Linked DNA regions of Mus musculus: region 1 is linked to region 2. A link is a contact called in public HiCAR-type data. All regions are on one chromosome and are shown on one strand. The core of a region is the stretch at or near the end of the contact, and the rest is flanking DNA. Distances in the headings are between cores, read along the strand shown.

Evidence for each region. HiCAR-type assays count read pairs that join an accessible place to other places.
Region 1: a HiCAR-type map of astrocytes shows a contact between it and region 2, with 3 times the contacts expected there. The contact joins the promoter of Trmo here to the promoter of Ccdc107 in region 2. A contact is called at or near these places in 2 of 115 datasets of contacts at active chromatin or transcription factors (astrocytes and extraembryonic endoderm stem cells).

What each region holds. Positions count from the first base shown.
Region 1 is chr4:46,388,145-46,393,084 of GRCm38.p6, forward strand. It overlaps Trmo (tRNA methyltransferase O), which reads right to left and starts at 1,293. Exons shown (of 5, transcript NM_001347095.1): 1 at 1,174-1,293. The coding sequence starts at 1,249.
Region 2 is chr4:43,491,721-43,496,447 of GRCm38.p6, forward strand. It overlaps Ccdc107 (coiled-coil domain containing 107), which reads left to right and starts at 1,645. Exons shown (of 6, transcript NM_001037913.2): 1 at 1,645-1,816; 2 at 1,888-2,039; 3 at 3,475-3,535; 4 at 3,622-3,712; 5 at 3,789-3,901; 6 at 3,977-4,201. The coding sequence starts at 1,711. The coding sequence ends at 4,182. Arhgef39 (Rho guanine nucleotide exchange factor (GEF) 39) reads right to left here. Exons shown (of 12, transcript NM_001013377.3): 12 at 4,422-4,727. It also overlaps Rmrp.

The DNA of each region.
Region 1 (4,940 bases), core at 43-2,542, 2.9 Mb after region 2:
TATATCTTATTAGCACAACCAGTAAGATCTAGCACTAACTCTCACAATATGTTTCCTTGCTTTTTGCTTATACAAACTCTTTTTACTGTTGTGATGTATTAGACCTATTTTAAATCCTTGGGAGACAGAGGCAGGCAGATCCCTGAGTTGGAGGTAAGCCAGAGCTACGAACACACAATTTTTTTTTTTTTAAAGTCTTTAGGTGTAGCTCAGGTATACCCAGAACCCTTCCTGCCACAAGAAGAGGGCAGCACAAAGTGGAGATTCTTAGAGGTTCTAATTCATTACCTCAAAGCTCTAAACCAACAAGAGGACAGCCTGGTCTACAGAGTGAGCACAGGCCAGCCGGGGCTTCACAGAAAAATCCTGTCTCCAGGGTAGGAGTGTGGAGACAAAAATACTCTTATACAGAGGGGGGAAAAGAATATATATATATATATATATATATATATATATATATATATATATATACATACATACACATATAGTATGTATGTAAGTTAAAGCATAATACACCTGCCAGCCACTCCAAAGACCTCAGTGCCACTTCTTGCATCTCTGTCGACTGCTTCCAGGAGCTGCAATCTGATCTTTATCATCGTTTACTTCCTTTCAGAAAGAGATCTTATCATATGTACTTTCGAGCCTAAACAATACATTTTGAATTCTATAAAAGCTGACACCACCCTGTAAATTATCTATATAAACTGCCTTTCTCTCTCCATCTATATTGTGTGCGCTTCTGACAACTTTGACGTTTTCTCCAAGAATATTTACAATTACTACTGTATAGTTTTTGTTTGTTTGGGGGTTTTGTTTTTAAATCCTCATCCATGTACTGGTGGGAAAAGATTAAAGGCGAAGAAACTTGGACCAAATGAGGGCATCAGTCACACACATCCCACCTTCCTGTAACCCCCTACGGAAAAAGACCACACTACACACGTGGCCGACGCAGCTACTGTACTGAAACTAAGCCCAGACCACACCCCGTGTACCAAGATCCTAATACGTCACTCCCGTTAGCCTTAGCATGTCACGTGGTCGTCGAGACACGTGACCCTTACTTTGGCGGCAAGGACAAGAATGTACGTCAGGTGGCTCGCGTTCTTCTGGCCAGGGAAGCGGGCCGCCTAGCTTAGGGTGCGGCGCCACCTTTTTCCATAACGTTACCTGCCTCCAGGGCCGGCTGAACGCACCCACATGGGGCCGCCGTAGCACACGAGCCCTGCTTCTCCAAGCCGCGCATGGTTACAGGCCGCTGAGTCGTCCGCGCGCCCAACGCTGATTTCCGCTTCCGCGCGTTAGGCTTTGGCGCCTGCGCAGTTGTCGCTAGGTGCCGGGTCTTGGAGAACGCGCTCAATGGCGGCCGAGCTGCCGCGTGGAGGGTGGGTTCCCGGACGCCGTGAGGCCCATCATTCACCCACCACGCGGCGATGGCGGCCTCGCGACAGCCTGCACCATACCCTCCGAAGGTGGGACATGTGGATAAAGATGTACACGCAAAGATACCCTTGAATTATAAGCGGCCTCGGTGACCAAAAATAACCTTGAGTTTAAAGGGAAAGGATGTGAATGTCCATCTATGATCACATAGCAAAAGAACTGGAGTTTGGGACTTTTTTTTTTCCATTTATTGTGTGCGCGGGAGCATGTCAAAGTCAAATGACAAAATGCCGGAGCCGATACTCCTCATGGCCGCGTAGCTCCCAGGATCAAAGTCAGGTCGTGTTAGCCGGTTCCTTTACTCGCTGAGCCAACTAGCGGCCCAAGAGCTGGACGTTAAATGTTTAAAATTTCCCTTGGACGTGGGCATACGTGTTATATTTATCACTCCCCTCCACTTTTTAAGTAATAACTATTTGTCGGAAAAGGGCAAGAAAATCAAGAATGGTAGGTGTTACAAGCAAGCTAGGCTAGAAGTTATTAAGTGAGAACGTTTGTGCTCCAAACCACTGGAACCGAAATAAGGATGAAGAGCCAGCAAAAACCGTATTTTCTCTCCCTGCTCCAATTGCCTGCTCTTTAGCCACTTGTAAGATTCTTTAACCGCCCCTCCCCCCCAAAAAAAGATTCTTTAACCCAAACTCTTTGCATACATGATTATGTTTGGGGATTTCAAAATCTTGTTGGTTTCGAAGAGAGGGGGGAATCCACCTGACATTACCTGTAATATAAAATATTAAAAAATGCGAATCCACGGATTAAAGGCTTAACCGTGAAAAGCTGTTTCCAAGTGTTTGTTGTCACTGACTAAACAAGTCCCTAGTAGGAAATAATCAGTATTAGGAGACAGGTTTTTGAGAGAAAGTTGTGAATTCTTAAGTTAAAACTGATACTGTGCCCTCTGTCAGTTTTGTCCATGAAATTTCCAAAAGTTTTTTACCCCCCTTTTTCTTGTAGAAGATAGAGTTGTTGTCTAGCTGGAGAAACAAGTTTGTGTGCCTTTGGGCAACACGTACACGCTGTAAAAATGGGCTAAGCTGCAGTTGCCACTAGTCGGCGCTGTTAATAAGACAGTCAAAAGTGAAAGGGGCTTGCCCTCCATCAAGATCTGCCACTCACTGCGTCTAATTCCCAACTCTGCCAACCACTGAGACTCAAAACCAAGTAGACTTGGAGATACTAGACCTAGGAATCTGTCATTAAAAATAGCGGAGCAAAAGGAGCTGGAGCGATGGCTCAGCAGTTCAAAGCACCAGCCAAGTTTCCAGAGGATTCAGGTTTGATTCTCAGTACCCACGTAGTAGCTCGCAACTTATGGTAACTCCACTTCCAGGGGATCTGATGCCTCTTCTGACCTCCACAGGCACCTACACACACATTTAAAAGCTGGGCCTGATGGCTCATGTTATAATCCCAGCACTGGGGAGACAGAGGCAGGCAGATCTCCGAGTTGGAGGTAAGCCAGAGCTACGAACACACAATTTTTTTTTTTTTAAAGTCTTTAGGTGTAGCTCAGGTATACCCAGAACCCTTCCTGCCACAAGAAGAGGGCAGCACAAAGTGGAGATTCTTAGAGGTTCTAATTCATTACCTCAAAGCTCTAAACCAACAAGAAAAAAGGAATAATTTGATTCGCTCTGGAGTCTAGATATGAATAGTAAGAAAATAATGAATTTATAGGGAATGGTAAAAGAAAATGAATGGTGGAGATGGTTCAGTGGGTAAGGAAGGCACTTGCCATGCAAGTAAGGGACTAGACTTTGGGTGCTCAGCCACCATGTAAATGCTGAGTGGGTGTAGCGACCTGCAGGAGGGAAGAACAGGTAAGCCCTGGAACAAGCTGGCTAGTTAGACTACCCCAAGTAGTGGGCTCTGGGTTCAGGTGAGAGCCCCTATCTGACTATATAAGCTGGAGAGCAATTGAGTAAGACAGACATCACCCTGTGGTTTCATAGGCTTGTACATACATGGGCAGCTATGAAGCCACACACCAGTACTTGAGAGCACATAAACACTTTAAAACAAAAGGCTAGGGGTGTAACTCAGTTGGAAGACTGATTGTCTAGTACATACAAAGTCCTTGGTTCAAACCTTGCACTGCATAAAGCCAGGTGTGGATACAACCTAGCACTGCATAAAGCCAGGTGTGGATAAGTGCTCACCAGGTGAGTTTCAAGCCAGCCTGGGACATATAAGACCCTGTCTTCAAAAATGAAAAACAATAAAGACAAACTTGAGTGGTTAAGAGCATGTGTTGCTCTTGCAAAGGACCTGGGTTCAATTCCCAGCAACCACAGGGACAGACAAAGCTCTCCATAGATGCTGTCTTCTGACTTCTGTGGGCACCAAGCATGCATGTACATGCAGGAAACACTCATACTCATAAAGTATTTTTAAACATTTAAAACCTTAGACATAGGGCTGGAGAGATGGCTCAGAGGTTAAGAGCACTGACTGCTCTTCTGAAGGTCCTGAGTTCAAATCCCAGCAACCACATGAGATCTGATGCCCTCTTTTGGGGTGTCTGAAGACAGCTACAATGTACTTACATATAAGTACTTACATATAATAAATAATATAATAAATCTTTTTAAAAAACCTTAGACATAAAGCCATAAAGACAAAAATGCCTGTGTACAGATGTCACCTCAAATATAAGAACCCTAGGGGAGAGTCCTGAACACCTGTATACGTGAAGGCTCCCCGGGTGGCTTATGTGCTGCTCTGCACCATACCCTCAGCAGGGGACTGAGTTTGTCTTTTTATAGAGTCTCAGAGCCTAGCACACACTCTTGCTGAATGAGCTTTTATTTGCCAAAGTTTGTCTTCTTTTTAGTCTTCTATAAAAGCCCAAGGAAAATCCAAACCAACAAAACATCAGGGAATATTTTCAAATATTTTCCCACCCAGAACTGTTTCTGTTCCTGCCTCTGGTCTCCTGTCCTGCTTGGGTCACTATGACTGTTATCACCGGATGAATTCCTGAAATACGAAAACTTCAACTTCATCATCGAAAAGCCTTACTCTGGGGCTGGAGAGATGGCTCAGCGGTTAAGAGTGCTGTCTGCTCTTCCCAAGGTCCTGAGTTCAAGTCCCAGCAACCACATGGTGGCTCACAACCATCTGTACTGAGATCGGGTGACCTCTTCTGGTTTGTCTGAAGGCAGCTACAGTGTACTTACATATAATGAAGAGAGAAAGAAAGAAAGGAAGGAAGGAAGGAAGGAAGGAAGGAAGGAAGGAAGGAAGGAAGGAAGGAAGGAAGGAAGGAAGGAAGGAAGAAAGGCCTTACTCCTCAGTTACCAGATAAATGATTAAGTCTACAAGTCTATACCCAGGGCTAAGACAATGACTCTGCTGGTTAGGTAGGAGTACTTACTTTTTATGGCCCAGTGTGGTGGTGTATGCCTTAGATGCCTCTCAGGATGCAAAGGTGGGCAGATCTCTGAATTTGAAGCCAACATAGTCTACATGGTTGGTTCCAGATTAGGGGG
Region 2 (4,727 bases), core at 395-2,894:
TCCTTGGCTACTTTCTCTAGCTCCTCCATTGGGAGCCCTATGATCCATCCATTAGCTGACTGTGAGCATCCACTTCTGTGTTTGCTAGGCCCCGGCATAGTCTCACAAGAGACAGCTACATCTGGGTCCTTTCAATAAAATCTTGCTAGTGTATGCAATGGTGTCAGCGTTTGGATGCTGATTATGGGGTGGATCCCTGGATATGGCAGTCTCTACATGGTCCATCCTTTCATCTCAGCTCCAAACTTTGTCTCTGTAACTCCTTCCATGGGTGTTTTGTTCCCAAATCTAAGGAGGGGCATAGTGTCCACACTTCAGTCTTCATTCCTTTTGTTCGGTTTTGAGAGAGGGTCTCACTATGTAGACCAGGCCTTGAACTCATAGAGATCTGTCTGCTTTTGTCTCCCCACTGCTGGGATTAAAGGAGTGTGGTGCCACATCTGGCAGCTCTGTGAATCTTATGTGCTTGCTACTACATAATCCCAGCATTTGAGAAATGGAAGCAGGAGGGTTAGGAGTTCTAGGCCAGCTCCAGCTACATGAGAATGAAGCCAGCCCAGGTTACATGAGACCCAGAAGGACCTAGTTGTATATTTGCCTTTTGAGTCGCTGTGAACATTCATTCATTAATTTCATTCACTTCCTCAAGTTCCCCTAGCAACAAGTGACTAGGCTCGGACAGTAAAATGGAAAAAAACAAAAAAGCAAAACCCACAGTCTTGCTCTCTTTGGACTAGCAGTCTAAAAAAAGAATTACAGCTATTAAAGAATAAATTAGGAATTCAGATTTGTCTCCGTTTTCTTTCTTCTTTTCTTAGGAAAGGGTGACCTTGATTTCCTAATTAGTACATTCACATCTGGCTCTGAAGGTTGTATAGAAATAAAAGTGGCCGGGCGTGGTGGCGCACGCCTTTAATCCCAGCACTCGGGAGGCAGAGGCAGGAGGATTTCTGAGTTCGAGGCCAGCCTGGTCTACAAAGTGAGTGCCAGGACAGCCAGGGCTACACAGAGAAACCCTGTCAAAAAACCAAAATACAAACAAACAAAAATAAATAAATAAAAGTGTAGCCGCGCTGAGAATGAGCCCCGTGTGGTTGGTGCGAGCCAGGTCGCACTGCCTGCGTCACTATGTGAGCTGACGGATGACGCCCCGCTGCACGCCGCTCAGCTCGCCCCGGAGGGGTCGCTTCTTGGCGGGCTAACAGTGACTTGCGGGGGAAGTCTACGCGCGTGTGCACGCGGCACTCTCTGCCCGTGGTCCGGGGACTTTCCCCTAGGCGAAAGGATAAGGAACATGTCCCTCGTATGTAGCCTAGGAAACAGGCCTTCAGAGCGAGCTGCCTTAGCTTCTAGGCGCGACTAATTTATGACTCTACAACAGGCTTAATTTTTTGGTTATGGTGAGAAAATTGGTCTCTCTAGGTAGAAAAACAATGAGCCATTGTTTTAGGCATGATACTTTATCCTGAAAGATTCTGGAGACATAATTGTTTAAGAAAGCTATAAATAGATAGGTCATTAATTAATGTAGGAACGCTAGGTGGGCGTGGTTTATGCAAATATTGCTTAAACCCATCCTGAGATGGGCGTGGCCGCCTTAAGGGACTCAGCCCCCCCGATGTAGGCGTGGTCTCCTGCGCGTGCGCACTACGGCCGGAGGCCCAGCGCTGGAACGCGGGGTACCCGGCGTGCGATTCTGGTGGGCCAGGCATGGAGGGCGCTGGCCCCGTGTTGAGTATTCTGGGGCTGCTGCTTGTGTCTGCGCCTTTTGGAGTCCTTGGGGAGCGCCCCAGCGCCGATCTGGGGGCACACCCAGGTACCTGCGAGAGCTGCTGGAGGGAGGCTGGGACTGCCTAGTAGAAACTGACCGATGGCTTTAATCCACAGAACGGGGCTCCCAGGTCAGTCCGGGAACCACCGAACCTCGGCGGCAGCCGCCACCCAAGGATCAGCGCGAGCGAGCCCGGGCCGGATCGCTGTCTTTGGGCGCTCTGTACACCGCGGCCGTCGTGGCTTTTGTGCTGTTCAAGTGTTTGCAGGTGCGGTATGGCGGTGGGTTGTGGGAGCCCTGGGCCTTAATCTCCTGGGGCCGCTACAGTACCAAGAACAACCGCTTCCCGGCTACCTGTAAAATGAAGGCTCGTTCCTTGGTTTTTCCACATTATTGGGGCATTCGAGGATCCAGAGAGATAATGGATGTAGGGGGCTGAGAAATTGTAGAAACCGTTACTTTTACTCCTCTCTCCAGTGACGATCGATTTTCAATCTGGAGCTCATCCACTTAGTGTCTGATGTAAGTGGGGTTTTAACCCAACTAGTGTCAGTATGCAAAAAAAGAAGTTGCTGCTGAGGCTCCAACCTTGGCCCAAGGAGTTAATCGCGGCAGCAACAGAGTGTCTAGTGGACCAGACACCAAGCCGTTTCGTGCTCTCCTTAGGAAGGAAACCCTGAAATGTGAACTGACTGTACATTCTGATTACTTTGAAACTGTTGACATGGAAAGTGGAACCTACCACCCAGTGCTTTATCTTCAACTCTGGTCAATTACTTGCACAGGGGAATAGAGGCTGAACTAATTAGTAACATAAAACTAGATGAGATTAAAGAGCCAGGCAGACTTGACAGGCTAGGATGAAGATTGGAGTTTAAAGATAGATTAATAAATTCTACCCAGGCGTAGTGTTAGACGCCTTTAATCCCAGCATTCAGGGGAGACAGAGGCAGGAACAGCTCTTGTGAGTTCGAGACCAGTATTTCTGTCTTATGCATGGAGAAGAATACATAAGCAGTTGAGAAGAGGAGCGGGACCCGTGGAAGAGAGGTAGGCATGGCGGCTGACAGTTTCACGGTGTTATGATAACCCACTTTCCAATTAAAGGTTCTGAAGGAGGCTTGTGCTTTATCTACCTATCAGAGCACTGGGAGAATTGTATCCTAAAAATAAACCATAGGGCACTGCCTTTTAGAGCAAAGAGCACTATATAGACTTTTTGTTGTTGGGTTTTTTGTTTTGTTTTGTTTTAGATTTTTAATCTGTAATGGGATAATGTGAATTGAACAGATTGGAGATTTTTTTTTTCACCAGCAAAGACTGAGGGTACAGGAACTGGTGACACAGTCCTATTATTCCAACTACTATGAGGGAGGATTGTAAGTGCAAGGCCCATCTGGACAATTTAGCAAGACTCTACCTCAAAGGCAGCGAGGTATAGGGATGCTAAATAAGAAGGCTGGGGTAAGAGCAATCTTCCCGTCCCTACTGGAGAGTTTCACATTCCCAGGAGTGCTTTAGCAGTCTGGCCATGTGTGGGCATCCTGACGTTTCACTTCATGTTCTGGGTAAGCAGCTGGACTAGAGACAACTGGGATTCTCTGAGGTGGATGCCCAGAGCTTTCTCTATGGCTCCTCTCTTCACTGGCTCTGAGGTGCTGGGGCCTTTGCTGCAGCCTTGTCTTTATCTGCTTCCACAACAGGGCCCAGATGAGGCTGCTGTTCTCAGAGAGGAAAAAAACAAGAAGAAATCCTCGCAGTCAGGTGGGTTGAGCATTTAGTGGTGGTTTCTGGCGATGGAGTAGATCAGGGGACTGCAGGAGTAACCATGCCCTTTCCCTCACTCCCAGAGCAACAGCTGGTGCAGCTGACACAACAGCTGGCCCAGACGGAGCAGCACCTGAACCACCTGATGACACAGCTGGATCCCCTTTTTGAACAGTGAGAATTTGTGGGGTGGGTGAGGTGGGAGCCAAGGAGACAGACTGGGCAGCCCCCTGAGTGGGTATTTCTACAGGGTGACGACTTTGGTTGGAACCCAGAGGGAACTTCTAGACACAAAACTAAAGACCATCCACCACCTTCTACAAGACTGCCAGCCTGGCACAGGAGTGGAAGTTCCAGAACCAGGTAAAAGGTTGGGAGGTTTCTATGGCTGGAGAGCCATGGCTGTGAAACTAGAGCAAGTTGGTCTCTCCTTCACAGAGGCCAGCATACCCTTTACTGAGGACCTGGGGAAAGAAGACCAAGAAGCTGGAAACAGTCAGGCCTGGGAAGAGCCCATAACCTGGAGCCCAGAAACACGGAACCTAGCTCCTTCCTGGGAGGTGGAGCAGGGGCTGAGGAGAAGGTGGCACAAGACGGTGACAAAGGGTCCAGCAGTAAATGGGGAACAACCACTGAAGGTTTAGTAAAAAGAGTCCCCTCGTACTGGGTGTTCCTCTGTGCTTTTTCCACTCCCTGCTACACACACACACACGGTGCAAAAGCCAAGCACTCTTCCCTTATTAGGAAGAGAGAGACTGCCTTCCAGAATGTGAATGGAGAAGACAGAGAGAGAGCCACAGTTCTGCCCTTGTGTTTCTGAGGCTACCGAGATGCCAGCCATCAAGGCTCAAACTCCATTTTCTCGTGATTTAGACAGGAAGGCTTTTGCAAAAACAACCCTTTATTAAGATCCAGTGGGGAAATAAATTATAGAACATAGGAGGTAGTTCAGGAGGATCTGGAGTTCAAGGCCACCCTGGACTGCATGAAACCTTGTCTCAAGAAAACAAACTATATACAATAGCCAGGTGTGGCAGCACACACCTATAACCCAACACCTGAGAGACTGAGGCAGAAGGAATTCAAATTCATGGTCAGCCTGGGTAAGATCCTTTCTCAAGAATAAATCAGGAAACCATAGGCAATAACAACAAAATGGACTCCTTTTCAAAGCTGCAAATGGGATTAA